Linked DNA regions of Mus musculus: region 1 is linked to region 2. Evidence: chromatin contacts called from public Hi-C data. All regions are on one chromosome and are shown on one strand. Each heading gives the region's core, a stretch centred on a gene start, on an enhancer-like site or on the middle of the called end of the contact. The rest is flanking DNA. Distances are from core to core; before and after follow the strand shown.

Region 1 (6,330 bases), core at 2,499-4,998, 150 kb after region 2:
AGGAGCAGATATTTCAGGAGCCTAATTATAATTAGGCTCAGGACCTACAACATTTTTATATCTCCATGATGGTTCAAATTCTCAATGGTACCTTCTTAAAGAAGTTTCAGTTGAGGATTCAATTTTTTCTTGGCAACATTTGTTTCCTTTGGAGATATTTCATATTAGAATCACAATAGTTTTCTCTAGACTCATATCCCACGATGCTAATTGCATTCTATCCAATTTCAAACATTCACCTAGTCTTTTTTTCCCACTTATTTATTTATTTATTTTAAACATTCTTTTTTTTAAAATTATTTTTATTAGGTATTTCATCTAGTCTTAAGAGTATCAACTGTTCAAATGTTTAAAGCCCAAAATCTCCTCTAGTGTGAGCCACTATAAAATGAATTGCAATTTGATATGCCGATATATATTGGTGCCCAGAAAAAAACATTTTGATTCTAATACGAAGAAATAGGAGCACAACCAGGGGATGTTGGATTAAAGCAATAATAAATCCAAAAGGGCAAATATGTCCAATATCCAGGGGATAACAGCATCTTCTGTACTTCCAGTCGGTTTGTGTTATCCCCTCTTACAGCCCTGTTGCCTACATTCTGGTCCTACTCAGTGACTGTAGTTTTCTTTGGCAGATATTGTGTAGCAGTATCTTCTCTGATTAAAACTTTCTATCAAAGAGAAAGGTTTGTTAAGACACAGGATGTTTGAGGGGAGGTAAAATAAGAGATTCCAAGGGGAAAAACTCCTTAAGACACAGGATGTTAGAAAGGAGTTGAAGCAAAAGGATGTTTTTAGGGGAGGTGAGAAATTCCATCCTGTCTGGAGTCTCATTAAGCTCAGGAAGGAAACAACTCAAAGACTTCAGGAAGTTCCTAAACTAATCAGATACACTAGGCTCCTCCTCCTCTGAGCATGAATAAACTGTCAGTGCTGCTAAGAGACATTTTCTCAGAGAAGCTGAACTGCCTAGAGGAGGTATGAATCAGCCAAGCTTACTTGGAAAAACAAACAAACATACTAACGGAATTTCCTAAAAGAAGCAGAAATCACTCAAGCCACCACAAAGAATCATAGACCAGCTGAGCTACCTATGCAAGAGGCTCAAATTCTGTTAACTGCCTAACACTCTACAGTATGTTGATCGTCCACAAAATTGTGTATGTCCAGATGTCATGAATTGTCAACATGCTGGTGTGGTCTTTGGTGATGTAGCTACCCTTGAGACATTTGTGTGCCTGTTAGTAATGCCTCAGCAATAGTCTTATAAATGATCACAATAAAAAGACAAGTTCAGCAAGTTAGACTTTGGTGATATTCTTGGTTGAGTCAAGATTTCATTACTTCTCTCCAAGAATGCTGTGTAGATGACCCACATTCTTAGTATCATCAGTATCCCGGGGTCTTCATTCCATCTTAGGCATCACCTGTAGAGCTCTACACATTTGCCTTGGAGTCTGTCTGAAGGATGCTCTCTGGTCCACATTGCTTGGCCTAAGATGGTTATATTCTTAAGCCTTGCCGTAAGTCTTCATAACACTTTCATGCTGACACCCTCCATGCCTCCAAATGCAGTATCATAAAGATGACAGAGTCCTATTGCAAACTTGAAAGCAGATGGGTTGCCCCTTCAAAGCTGTAGTGGTTTTTGTGTCAGGGCCTGACTTGAAAAAAATGTTTTTCCAGATGAGTTTGCTTTAGTAAAGTGACCTAGGCACTCTATATTCTTTGATATTCTGTGGTTGTATTTTTAAATGAAAAGTATTCAAATGTATTTACATTTTAGACACTATAGCTTCACAGGGTGGAGAATTTGCTTCAAGCTATCTTTCCTACTGCCCTGGTCAAACTGGGTACTTTGTGAGGGCACTAAGGTCTTCAATAGGTACGGCTGCTTTGTCAGCCCTGCCATCTAATTCAAATACACCTGTGTGCCTTTCCTTTAAAATGTACAATCTCTCTCTCTCTCTCTCTCTCTCTCTCTCTCTCTCTCTCTCTCTCTCTCTCTCTCTCTCTCTCCCTCTCTCTCTCTCTCTCTCTCTCTCTCTCTCTCTCTCTCTCTCTCTCTCTCTCTCTCCCATCCCTGTAACAAATATACATAAAGCCATGTTAAATGGTATTCATAGCACATCCTGTATATTATTCAGTCTTTTCAATCTTGAAATTTTCTCCATCATGTGAGTGATACATACACAGACACACACACACACACACACACACACACACACACACACACACACATGTTTATATATATATAACATACATATACATATGTATATGTATATATATGTATCAGCTTCATTCAAAATTTCAGGCCATGGTCAGGTTCTTTGTCACTTGAATTCAACTTACAACAGTCTAAGTCTTCTCTAGACCTCAGTGCCAGCCTTTTGAATATCTCTCCTACAAATCAGTTCCAAAGGCCCACCTAGCATGTCTCTAGCCAAGTTTATGAAAGTCATTTCTCTGCTACTTTTCCATATTATCTTCTTTTTTTAATCATTCTCATGAGATAGCTGATGGAAACAATGTACAGGCAAAAGATTTCATGAAATACTGTCCATCATGATGAAGAAGCTATGGTGCCTTGGGATATGTCTTTGGAGTTGGGAACCATAGTGCAATTTCCTCATATCACAATAGTTAGATGTGAACTGGAGAAAAGAATGTGAGTGGCCAGAGGGTAAGGGAGGAGTAGTAAGGTTTTACAAAGTTTGTAAAAGTAGGTTTGTATGTCATAAATACATTCAGGGAATCTGTTATATAACAATGCAGTTTGAGTTAATAACATTAAGTATTAAAAATTGTGAATAAAGTAAGTTTTCAATATTCTCAGTATATATGAGGTGATGCAGTGATATATATTAATCAGTTTACCACGTACTATGTACAATGTACATATACTAGTATACCATGCTGTCCAACACACACACACGTGTGTGTGTATATATATATATGTATGTATATGTATATATATATACACACATACATATATGTGTGTGTATTTATATGTGTTTGTATATATGTGTATATGTGTGTGTGTATTTGTGTGTATCATAAAATAAAACATTAAAATGTAAGGATGTACATGTTTAGTGAGAATAAACATAAGCTGCAGTGCTATTTACATTGATGATAAGAACATATGGGCACTGAGACAATGCACAGTAGCTGCTGAGCTATCAGCCCTACATCTCAGAAAAGAGGATGTAGGAAATGATGAAACTATACACACACAAGGAAGTCAGCTTCACAGTGTTTGTAGTTGACACAAAGGAAATAGTTAAAATCTCAAAAAGCAGACTGTAGACAGGGGGGAAATTGGGCAGGGAAAGAGCATTTACAAGATTGTTCATTGTGTTATAAACACAGGCAGACCAAATATCTCCAGGCACTCTTAGGTCATGTCTGAGATAAACATGAATGAGATCGTGAAATTTCAGCTGAATAAAGTGTAGCCGAGATCTTTCAAGATTGTTGAAATTGCATTCCCATGTCCTTTTTTAACTTCAAGCATGCCTATGTGCATCTGTCAGTCTGGGTCATTTTGAGTGTGATTCTGCAACTCTATTTAGAACAGGCAAAGAAAGCACAGAATTTGGATCTACAGAGGATGGACCTTGTTCTTCTTAGTACCTCTGCTGTCAAGGGAAGGAGACAATGACCTGTGTTCAATAGACTCATTTCCTCTTCCTCACAAGTCTACTGCGCCTCTTTGCCAGATCCATTTCACCATGGGATGAGTCCATATAAGTGACTGAATGTGGTCAGTGGAATGTGGGCAAGAAGTGATATGAGTAATTTCTAGTCTGGCCATGCCCAACATTCTTCAAATGACTTTTCAGGCTCCTATTTTTTTCTATCAGTGTCTTCCTTAGACAAAGACCTATTTCAGATCTCTGAGGCAACAGAAGACATTGGTACCATAAGGACAATAGAAGAAACTGGGTCTCTATACCTCCACTTGGACTGCCATTTCCCACACTGTTAATGGGAGAAATGTACTTTATAAGGTAAAAATTGGAACATGTGTGTGACTGGTTGCAGAAAGACTATATCCTGCTTCATACAGCACATGGTTTAAACTCTTGGAGCCTCAGTTTCACTATCCATGCTACAATTCATTGGCTCTCATAAGAACTGAATGTAAAGCATGTCTACATACACATGCATTATGTGTTTATTCTCATCTCTGTTCATTTTATGCTCACACGCCAACTTGGGCAAGGCTGCCTCTCTGCACACCTCCATAGGTTGCCATATAATTTTATGCATGGGTCAAGCACAATATGAATCATGGCTCTTGTGTTCCCCATCCCAGACACATGAGCAAATTTCAAAGAAAGAGCATAGTTACTTCTAAATAAATGTGACAGAAGCAATTGTTATCACTTTAATAAAAAGATTAACTAAAGCAACAATGATTTTAAAAGTGAAATAATTTATAGCTTTGCTATCATGGCTTGGTAATGTCCTTGTGTGTAAATACAAAGGATACTTAATCTCTTATTTAAATTGTCTGAATTACTCCTCTGTTCTGATAATAAAACAGCCCTTAGGTATCTTATTTGATATCAAGTAGACAAAGGAAAGTCTGATCAACATTCAACTTTAGTGCTTAGGCACATTTTATGTTGATTGGGACCTAAACTTCCCCAGCAACAATTGCTACCGAGTCAGTTTGCTCTTCAGATGCCCATGGCTGGAACTGAATGTGTACCAACTGGAACTGATTACTTGAAACTTGAACAGTTCGGGGTTTAATAGAGTTAATTTGGGTGTTCTAGCTACCACCAGGCTGTCTTTACTTTCAAAGTCATATAAGAGCCAGAATTTTAGGCAATGCAGGGGGGAGGCATTGTCACTATGCTCCGACAGTCTAAAAGGCACTCTGATGGGCTCTCACAGAAGATTTCAATCTTCAGGAAGAAACTGGTAGAAGCAAAGGAATGCATTTTTAGAAGGTGGCTTCCTGTAGTCATTTGCCTCCCATTTGTGTGAACATCTGAACAGAGAAAAAGAAAAATGACAACATTACTAGATTCTGGCATCTGGAAATTGTGAAGCATAGAGTTTTTACACTAATTTAATGCACATTCTCACATTACAGTCATGTTTAACAGTTACCCATGTGCCACTCAGAGAGATGCATTGTATGAAAAGAATTTTGGCAGCACAGACTCTTCAGGCTGTGGGCATAAGAAAGGAAACACTTGTGCAGACTACCAATTTAGCATTTATTCAGTTAACTTCCTGGAATGTGGGGATGGGAAGAGGATTTAGAGCCTAACTCATTCCAATCCTTTTTTCTAACATGTGAGGAAACTGAGTCTCAGACATGGGGAGTGACTCACAATACAGAAACAGATGTGACAAAGAGCAGCAGGGTCCCTGCAGGGCCCAGGATGCAAAGATACACGAAACACACTTGGATGAGCTTTTTATTTGCCTTCTAACAGTGGCCCCATTACTGTTTGTGCCCACACTAGACAAAGAACGAAAGCAGATGGTTATCTCAGATCATCACGATCTTTTTTTTTTTTACTTGATCAGGTGACAGCCTAGCAGAATGTGATTTTATCCTTCAGCCCCCAAGACCCAGTCAAAGCAGTAGCCTAGGATCATGTTTTACCTTTTCAATATCCTTTTTTTTTTCTACTGTCTTTCTAAATGTCTGTTTGATGAGTGAGTGAAAATCAGTGGCACGCAGAACGTGAAGGCATCTGGAGCGAAGACTCCAACTCCGTGTTTTTCTCACCTGTAAACTGAGAAGAAACGGATGGGAAGAGAGCTCAGGCACAAGATTTACAACTTTATATTAAAAAAAAAAAGGATTTCATCTCATGCCAACTCCACAACACAGGGTTTTTACAGGTAAATGCAATAATTAACGCGTCAGCCAGGGAGAGTGCCTCTGGAGCAATCATTCATGTGTCTGGGCTTCCAAAGGGCCACGCTAGACAGACTCTCATAATAATTAGCAAGCAGAAATTCTGTCAGGCTCTGGGTTGCCATTAGGCATTGTTTTAAGCCTAAGCCCATTTAGTCCTCTGAACTGGGTGAAGTACATACAGTTGCCGTCATTACGCATGTGAGGATTTGGAGGTGGAGAAGAGGAAATAACTACCCAAGGCGGTGCTTCTGACTTCAGGATTAAGTTTCAGCTGATCCAGCCTTGGGGCCTAGGCTCTTTACCACGCTTTAAAAAAATGAAAAATAAACATGTAACCAAAGGGCAAGGAAACTCAAGGAAGAGACCTGGAGAGATACAGGCATAAAAACATACTGCTTTCGCTTGACTATCTGTACTTCCACAAAGCTTATGTG
Region 2 (7,243 bases), core at 328-2,827:
TCTTCCAAGACATTGTGATGTTTTGTTCTAAGTAGTTTCAGCCACAGATGCCAAAGTTCTCTCTTGAGTCATCATTTGACATTGGGCTTTCAGAATCTCAAAAGAAAACTTGAACATCATTACAGTAGACTCAGAAATGCTCTAGGCAATGAACTCTGGCACTTATACTATCGTCTGCCATTGACTACAGCGTAAAGCCTCAACTGCTTTACTCTTAGTATACTCAGAGTGTTACAGAGATAAAGTTACCTGCTCAGCCAACTTCACTACATTGCTATGAAACTACTGAGAAATCAGAGACAGCACAATGTCACTAAGTTACTGTTAGGGTATGGATATCTTAGCCTCTTAATAAAACACTAAACCTCTTTCCTTTTTAAATAAAACGTTCTCATGTATTTCAGACTGGCCTCTACTTCTAATCTATCTCCACTTCCTGAGTGCTGAGATTATTGGTGCATGCCAGAATGTCTGTTTTTATGTGGTGTTAGGTATGGAACGCAGGGCATCATACATGTTATGCAAACACTCTACAGACCACATTACATATCTAGCAAGATTAAGTTTTCTAAGGATGTCGTGGGACATTTTTCTTTATTCATGCAGAGGTATATGAACTATCTTTACAGTAACATATTGGTCATCAGGAAGTTTCCGATAGGGTGGCAGAAAAAGGAAATTGGTGGGTTAAAGAATAAACCACCAACAAAAGAGTACACATGGGGGAACTCATGGCTCCAGATGCATATGTAGCAGAGGATGGCCTAGTCGGTTATCAATAGGAGGAGAAGCCCTTGGTCCCATGAAGGCTCTATGCCCCAGTGTAGGGAAATGCCAGGGCCAGGAAGCAGGAGTGGGTGGGTTGGTGAACAGGGGGAGGGGATAGGGTTTTTTTTGGAGGGGAAACTAGGGAAGGGAATAACATTTGAAATGTAAATAAAGAAAATACCTAATTAAAAAACAGCAAAAAAAAAAAAGAATTGTTAAGAAAAACAAATAAGAATGTTGTTAAAATTGAATATTCTTTTTCTTTTATGTGTGGGTACCCATACATGAGACTTTACAGGGTGCACATCCATGACAGATCCCAAGTCCAGACTGTCATGGCAAAAAGTTAATGATGAACTGAAGGAAAACTCTGGGATTAGAGGAAGAAGATGTGGCCCTAAATTTTGCACAGATCTTTAGAAACTGTATCCAAATTGAGTGACTTTATTTTCTGGCCTTCATTAGATTGTCATGATGAAAACAGGTTTTGGAAGTAATGTCTCTAGTAGAGGCTGTCCCTCTCATGACCTTTCTTACACAAAAGTTTTCACGATAGCTTTTAACCAGTGTTGCCTTTCCCCTCCTTCTCTGTCTATTCTTCTGTTGCTTTAGTGATTCTAGTAAGCTGAGTTTTCTTCCCCTCACCCCAAATCATCCTGACTACTTGAGGACATTTCTTCTCCTTATGCTGAAAATCCCCAAGAAGTAAATGGAGGGTCTTACCAGCAAGATTTACATAGTGTTACTTGGTTTCTGCCTTGGGAGCTAATGTGACAGGAAGTGTTTGAATGAGCTGTGCTGTCCTTACAGAGGCTCAGACTGGATCCAAGAAGAAAAAAAAAATGTGGTCAAACTAAACAAACAAACGGCTCACTGGAGAATGGGAAAGAAAAAAAAAAAGAAAGAACTGGCCGCTTGTTCTTTTTCTAGCTAATGAATTGAATTGATGCAGGAACTTCATCGTGTTCTCAGGGAAATCCTGTTGGCTGGGTCTCACTCCTCAGAACTACTAAATTTAGGTCACAGCTCAGTGGAGAACAATTACAGATCCTTAATAAAAGATAATTTACCCAGTGACAGCCAGCAAGACAGCTGGGCAGGCGTTCTTATTTTCTTGCTAATGTTGTGGGGGCTGGGGACCCTGTGTCGGGCTACGTGTTGACAGAAGGTTATGTTCTGACCTTGCACATCCGTTGGCTCATCTGCAGTGTGGTGTATGCCACCCCAAGTGATCCGAATGACTGAAAGCTACCCTGTATGGTTTTCTCTTCTCTTAGCCCCCTCCCCCCTTTAGTTTTTAATTTAGTTTTATAGTTTATAATCAGAGTCTCATGTAGACCAGGTTGGCCTTAAATCTTCTCTGTATCCCTGAAAATCTGATCTTGCCTTTACTCCCCAAGTTCTGAGATTTTAGGTGGGTACCTCCACGGCCAGTGTATGCACTGCTAGAAATCAAGCCAGAGAGCTTCGTGCAACATTGAGTTTTCTGCATCATGCTACAGTGAAAAGAAGCTGAGAAAGGACAGTTATATAGTGCAGGAAGAAGGAAGTAAGAAGGCATATTGTGCCTGCTTTTGAGTTCCTGGCACTTACCCGCCTAGCTTTCCTTCCATGTACTGCCTCTGCTCTTAAACCATGCTGGGTCTCCCGAAGGCGTTCACATCCTTCACTGTCTATGTCCTTGTTAACTCTTCTCCCTAATCTCTCCCCCCTTTGAATAGTCCATTGCTGATTTAAAACTTAGGCTATTTGTAATCTTTTTTTTTTTTTTTTTGAAACTTTCCTGTCACTCTTCAAGACATGATGTGACATCTTCATGTGCCTTGCCTTGATGTTCTTCATTAGAATGCTACCGGTCAAGTACAGACTATGCCATCATATTTTTGGTGTCTAGGATCATAAAACATCATGTTCTTGGTGTCTCGGTATAACACACTGCATTGAAGTCTCAGTCCTAATGACGTCTTGTTCCTGAACACAATAGGCATTCCCACGTGATACTCTCCCAATGTTAGCTGAATGCTTCTCTTTTCTGAGAGTTCTCTAGGAATTGTGTGCAATGGATTTTGACCATTATCATGTTCATACTGTGATCTCATTCCAGATGTATTCCCCAGTCCCTACCCACCCAACACTGTATTTGTCTTTTGAAAAACTGAAGTCTGTATATTGTGCTGCACATATATTCCTGGGCATGTGGCCTTACTCTGGAGCTATACCCTTAAAACCTTGACTCTTCCTCTCCCAGGATCTTTCAGTCACCAAGAGCTCTTTTTTTCTTTTTTCTTTTTTGGTTTTTGGTTTTTTTCAAGACAGGGTTTCTCTGTGTAGCCCTGGCTGTCCTGGAACTCACTCTGTAGACCAGGCTGGCCTAAAACTCAGAAATCTGCCTGCCTCTGCCTCCCAAGTGCTGGGATTAAAGACATGTGCCACCAGCCACCACCAACTGGCTATAGCTCTTTAGATAGGGAAAGACTCCATGCTTTCCTACACTCTCCATACTGTGATTTTGTTTGAAACGGGCTCCTGCAGACCTTGCATGTACTGTCATAGTTACTGTGTGTTTATATGGTCATCTACTCTGTTGTATTCAGACAACACTGTTCCCTCACAGTTCCTTAATCCACCACCTGCAGCACTTATAGTCTTACTGCCTCTGCCCAACCAATGGTCCGTGAACCAGAGGAGGGATGGCCCTGGGAGTAGGGATGCTACATAGATGTTTTATTTTGGGTTGAACATCACATTGTAACCTTCTTCTCCCTTTTGATGAGTTGTTTCTTCTCAGTATACCCGTGGGGTTGTGGGTGAATTTGTCCCTCTTAAAGGGATAAGACGTTCTCATTCCTCTCTGTACAATTCTGGAATTTCTTGTCGTTTGTTTCCTGAAAGCCTAAGGAAAACACAATCTTTAGTTTGGGAACCAGACCTTCCATTACTGTGTGCATCCTCTCTAGGATGCCTGGATGTGCTGTCCCACCTGCCTTCACACCAGTGTACAGTCTTTCTCATTGGAGGAAGATTTACATGAGCATGGGTTTCCAGATCTACTCTTCTTTGTTCTTATTTACAAACAGTTTTGGATAGCATTTGTAAACATTAATCCTTTTTCTTTCATTTCATTTCATTTGCTTATCCCTTGCTTATTCTTCACACAATGACTGAGTTCTCACATTCTTCTAAGATCCACCTCTATCCTCCTTTCCAGAGCACTCAGTGGCTACTTCTAACAATGTCCTCACTCTTCAGTGTTTGCAAACGTTTCTTGATTCTGAGCACTTAGAAAGTAGGAATTAAGGATTACTGAGCAGCTTAGACAATCATTTAAAACAAATATATTTTTAATGAACTAATACATGTAAATGAATGAGCTATGAAAATGTAAGCAGGGATAAAGGAAGAGTGAAATTAACTTTACAGTTTTTACCTTATCTCAGTCACAGAGCCTAAGATTAAAAATGTAAGTGACAACCAATCTTGAAAAGAATATATAGAATGGGAACCTTTATCCTCTGTTGGTAGAATGGCAAAGTGGGGTGATTATGTTATAAATTAATGTCGAGAATCTCCTAAATGCCAAAAATTTATACTATATGACCCACACATACCCCTCCTTGTTATATACCCAAAGGACTCAATATTCTACTACAGAGATATTTGCTCAACTATACTCATTGCGACTTTATTTACAGAATTATAGAATGAAAGCAGCCTAGATATCAATCAACCAATGAATAAACAATGAAATCTTTATAAAATATATAAAAAATGGAATTACATTCTAGTATAAAGAAACATGAAATTTATAAGTAATGGATGGAAACTGGAGCTATTATACTAAGTGAGCAACACAGATCTTCAAAAAAACCCAAATGCCACATATTCTTTCTTATCCATGGATCCCAGCTTTGAAAGGTTGAGGTGGGTAGGGAAAATGGGTGTGTACAAACAGTTTAAATATTCATGTATGAAATCCTCAAGTCATGAAAAGTAAAAATATGAATACATGCTCAGCAGTCAAGATCACAACTTGAAATTGTTACAGAAACAATGGAAAAATACTCAGATATGTGGTCTAAGAAGTTAGAACTCTATTTATATTTATAATTAGTATAAATTTATACAAGTTTAGTAAGACTGGGGAGGAAAGATTAAAAAGAGTATGTAATTTTATCTACCTATGCTTAATACAATCTCGCAATACATTGGGAAATTTTCTGGAATATCAAGCTTAGTTTCCCAATGCAGTATATAGTAATTTCACACCTTAGTGTAAAGTTTTCTACCTTATGAGTTTTAGTATGAATTTGCTATGTGATTTCAAAGTACTCTAAGGGATATTTTGAAGGTCAAGTGAAAGAAAAATATGAAAAGACGAATCTCTTGATTTATACTGAAAATGTTGAGCTTCTTTTCTTTCCCCCAGAACTATCCCAAGCTGGAGATATGGATGGACATTTAAAAAAATTGCAGTAAATGATTAGTAGTTTAGTATGTAGATAGAAATAGTTCTAAAACAAATATAGGCAGAACCCTTTGTGACGTGGAGGCATTGCTTGAATTTGGAAAGGCCATTAAGAAACTCTTAAGGTAAAACAAGAAAAAAAATCAATTTTAGGAAAAGAAAAAATATTTTCAAAAAAATAGCCATAACTCCTCACTGGTTCCCCAGTCGTTCTATGAAGTCTCTCGTGCATGATCCCTGTTCTGACTGGCATCATTCTCCGATGATGCATATAAAGGCACGGATTCTATTTTAGGGCTAACTTCCCTTTAAATGTGTATTTTAACACAAAATTTCCTATGAAGATTTCCTTTTCATGCTACCTAAGTGAGAGACATCTCTAACTATGCATTAAATGAAGAAAAACCAAAACATTTATAGTAGCTGCTGAAAAATAATTGTTAACATTTTATATGTATGTTTTCAGATATTCCCATAATTTGTTTGCTTTTTTCACAATTGGAACAAATTGTAAATATTGTATTAAAATGTGCCTTTGTTCCCTTAAGACAGCATGATTACTAGTCTGTGCTATAAAAAAATATGTACTGGCAGTAAGAAGAGAATATATATATATACATACATATATATGTATATATATAGTCAATTTACAACACAGAACAACAGGAAGTAAGGACTTTGCTTCCCCTAGAGGAGGTAAATAAATGGGCTAATACCCAAGCCCTCATTCTGGTTTTGTACCTGGAAACACTATGAATGGTTAGATTAAGGTAAGGTTCTGGTGAGCACGCTGTGTTTCTGTGTCTCTGGGGAAGAAGTATAGGTAGTCAAATCTGTAGAGGGAAACATCAGAAAGGCGAATCCTAAGAGTTGCCATGGTGTTTCTTTGAGATCCCACAAATAGCATGCTATCTACAAATGGAAAAATGTTTCCATGAAGATGGAGGAGACACATCCTTGTAGAAAGAAGAGTGATGTGGGAACCCTGAGCTGCAGCGTAAGCAAGGCTTACACATAGCTGGAAGACTGGTTGAGTCCTTGGCAGGCAGAGCATCGGGACCTTCTTGAACAGTCAAGGATCATGCAGTGGATGGCAGAATGATTGATTACACCTTGAAGTTAAGGATGCTCTCCCTGGACTAATCATAGTGAAGCTTAAAAATAAGCATCAAAAAGGACATATGGCTCACAAGCCTCCTTGTGTGACACTGAGCATGTTAATACACTTCCCAAGGCTCCATCCATTTCTTTATATGCAACATTGGATTAATAATTATGTCTAACATCCAATTATCTTAGGATTAAATAAATTGCTTTGTCACCGTGTGTCACTTCCTGAGCACCAATCCTTGGCTAGATGTGGTTCTACTACTCAGCACATCCCTAATATCAAATACGTACTGGCATTACTGATGGTTTTGCGTTTTCTGCTCTCTCTGAAAAGCCAAATCGGTATCTAAGCTCATATGAAACATTTCTCAATAGCCAGCAAAGAAGACTATACAAGGTATGAGAGACAAGTACATATCAAAAAGACTGTATTTCATAACAACTAGCTGAAAGGGAGCTTACTGATATCCTCCAGGAACCCCTTAAAGCACAGGAAACGTCCTTTTCTATGGTTTGCTTCACACAAACTGCTATTCAGTACTGACTCTGCCCAGCTGAGCCACAGAGCAGAAATATGACCAGCTCATTTTTTTGTATTCTCTACTCAAGCAGAGTACATATTATGTACTTCACAGAGTGGAGTCACAATGTTAATTGTAGTTGAGTTAAATTAGAAAGCATCCCTTCACTTATACAATAAATTGTCGTATAATAAAATACTCTATTCATTCCGTTTTGTAGACAAGTGAGCTACCTGCCATCAGTTTCTCTTTCTTTCTTTCTTTCTTTCTTTCTTTCTTTCTTTCTTTCTTTCTTTCTTTCTTTCTTTCTTCCTTCCTTCCTTCCTTCCTTCCTTCCTTCCTTCCTTCCTTCCTTCCTCCCTCCCTCCCTCCCTCCCTC

What was found. Hi-C and Micro-C count contacts between places; a contact is called where the count stands out from the background.
Region 1: a contact with region 2 is called in a Hi-C map of pancreatic cancer cells, with 2.6 times the contacts expected there. The contact joins two enhancer-like sites. A contact is called at or near these places in 1 of 15 datasets of contacts at CTCF or cohesin (the NIH/3T3 cell line), 3 of 484 Hi-C or Micro-C datasets (myocytes, pancreatic cancer cells and uterus) and 1 of 115 datasets of contacts at active chromatin or transcription factors (CD8 T cells).

Annotation. Positions count from the first base shown.
Region 1 is chr15:61,239,374-61,245,703 of GRCm38.p6, reverse strand. No RefSeq gene overlaps it. Among named protein-coding and RNA genes, the nearest start is that of Gm29904, 46 kb to the left of the region's middle. Within about 2 kb of position 3,748, at least 51 of the 459 cell types and tissues checked have an H3K27ac peak or open chromatin away from gene starts, as enhancers often do. A contact at or near this core is called in pancreatic cancer cells, where this site is marked.
Region 2 is chr15:61,390,070-61,397,312 of GRCm38.p6, reverse strand. No RefSeq gene overlaps it. Among named protein-coding and RNA genes, the nearest start is that of Gm24696, 36 kb to the right of the region's middle. Within about 2 kb of position 1,577, at least 51 of the 459 cell types and tissues checked have an H3K27ac peak or open chromatin away from gene starts, as enhancers often do. A contact at or near this core is called in pancreatic cancer cells, where this site is marked.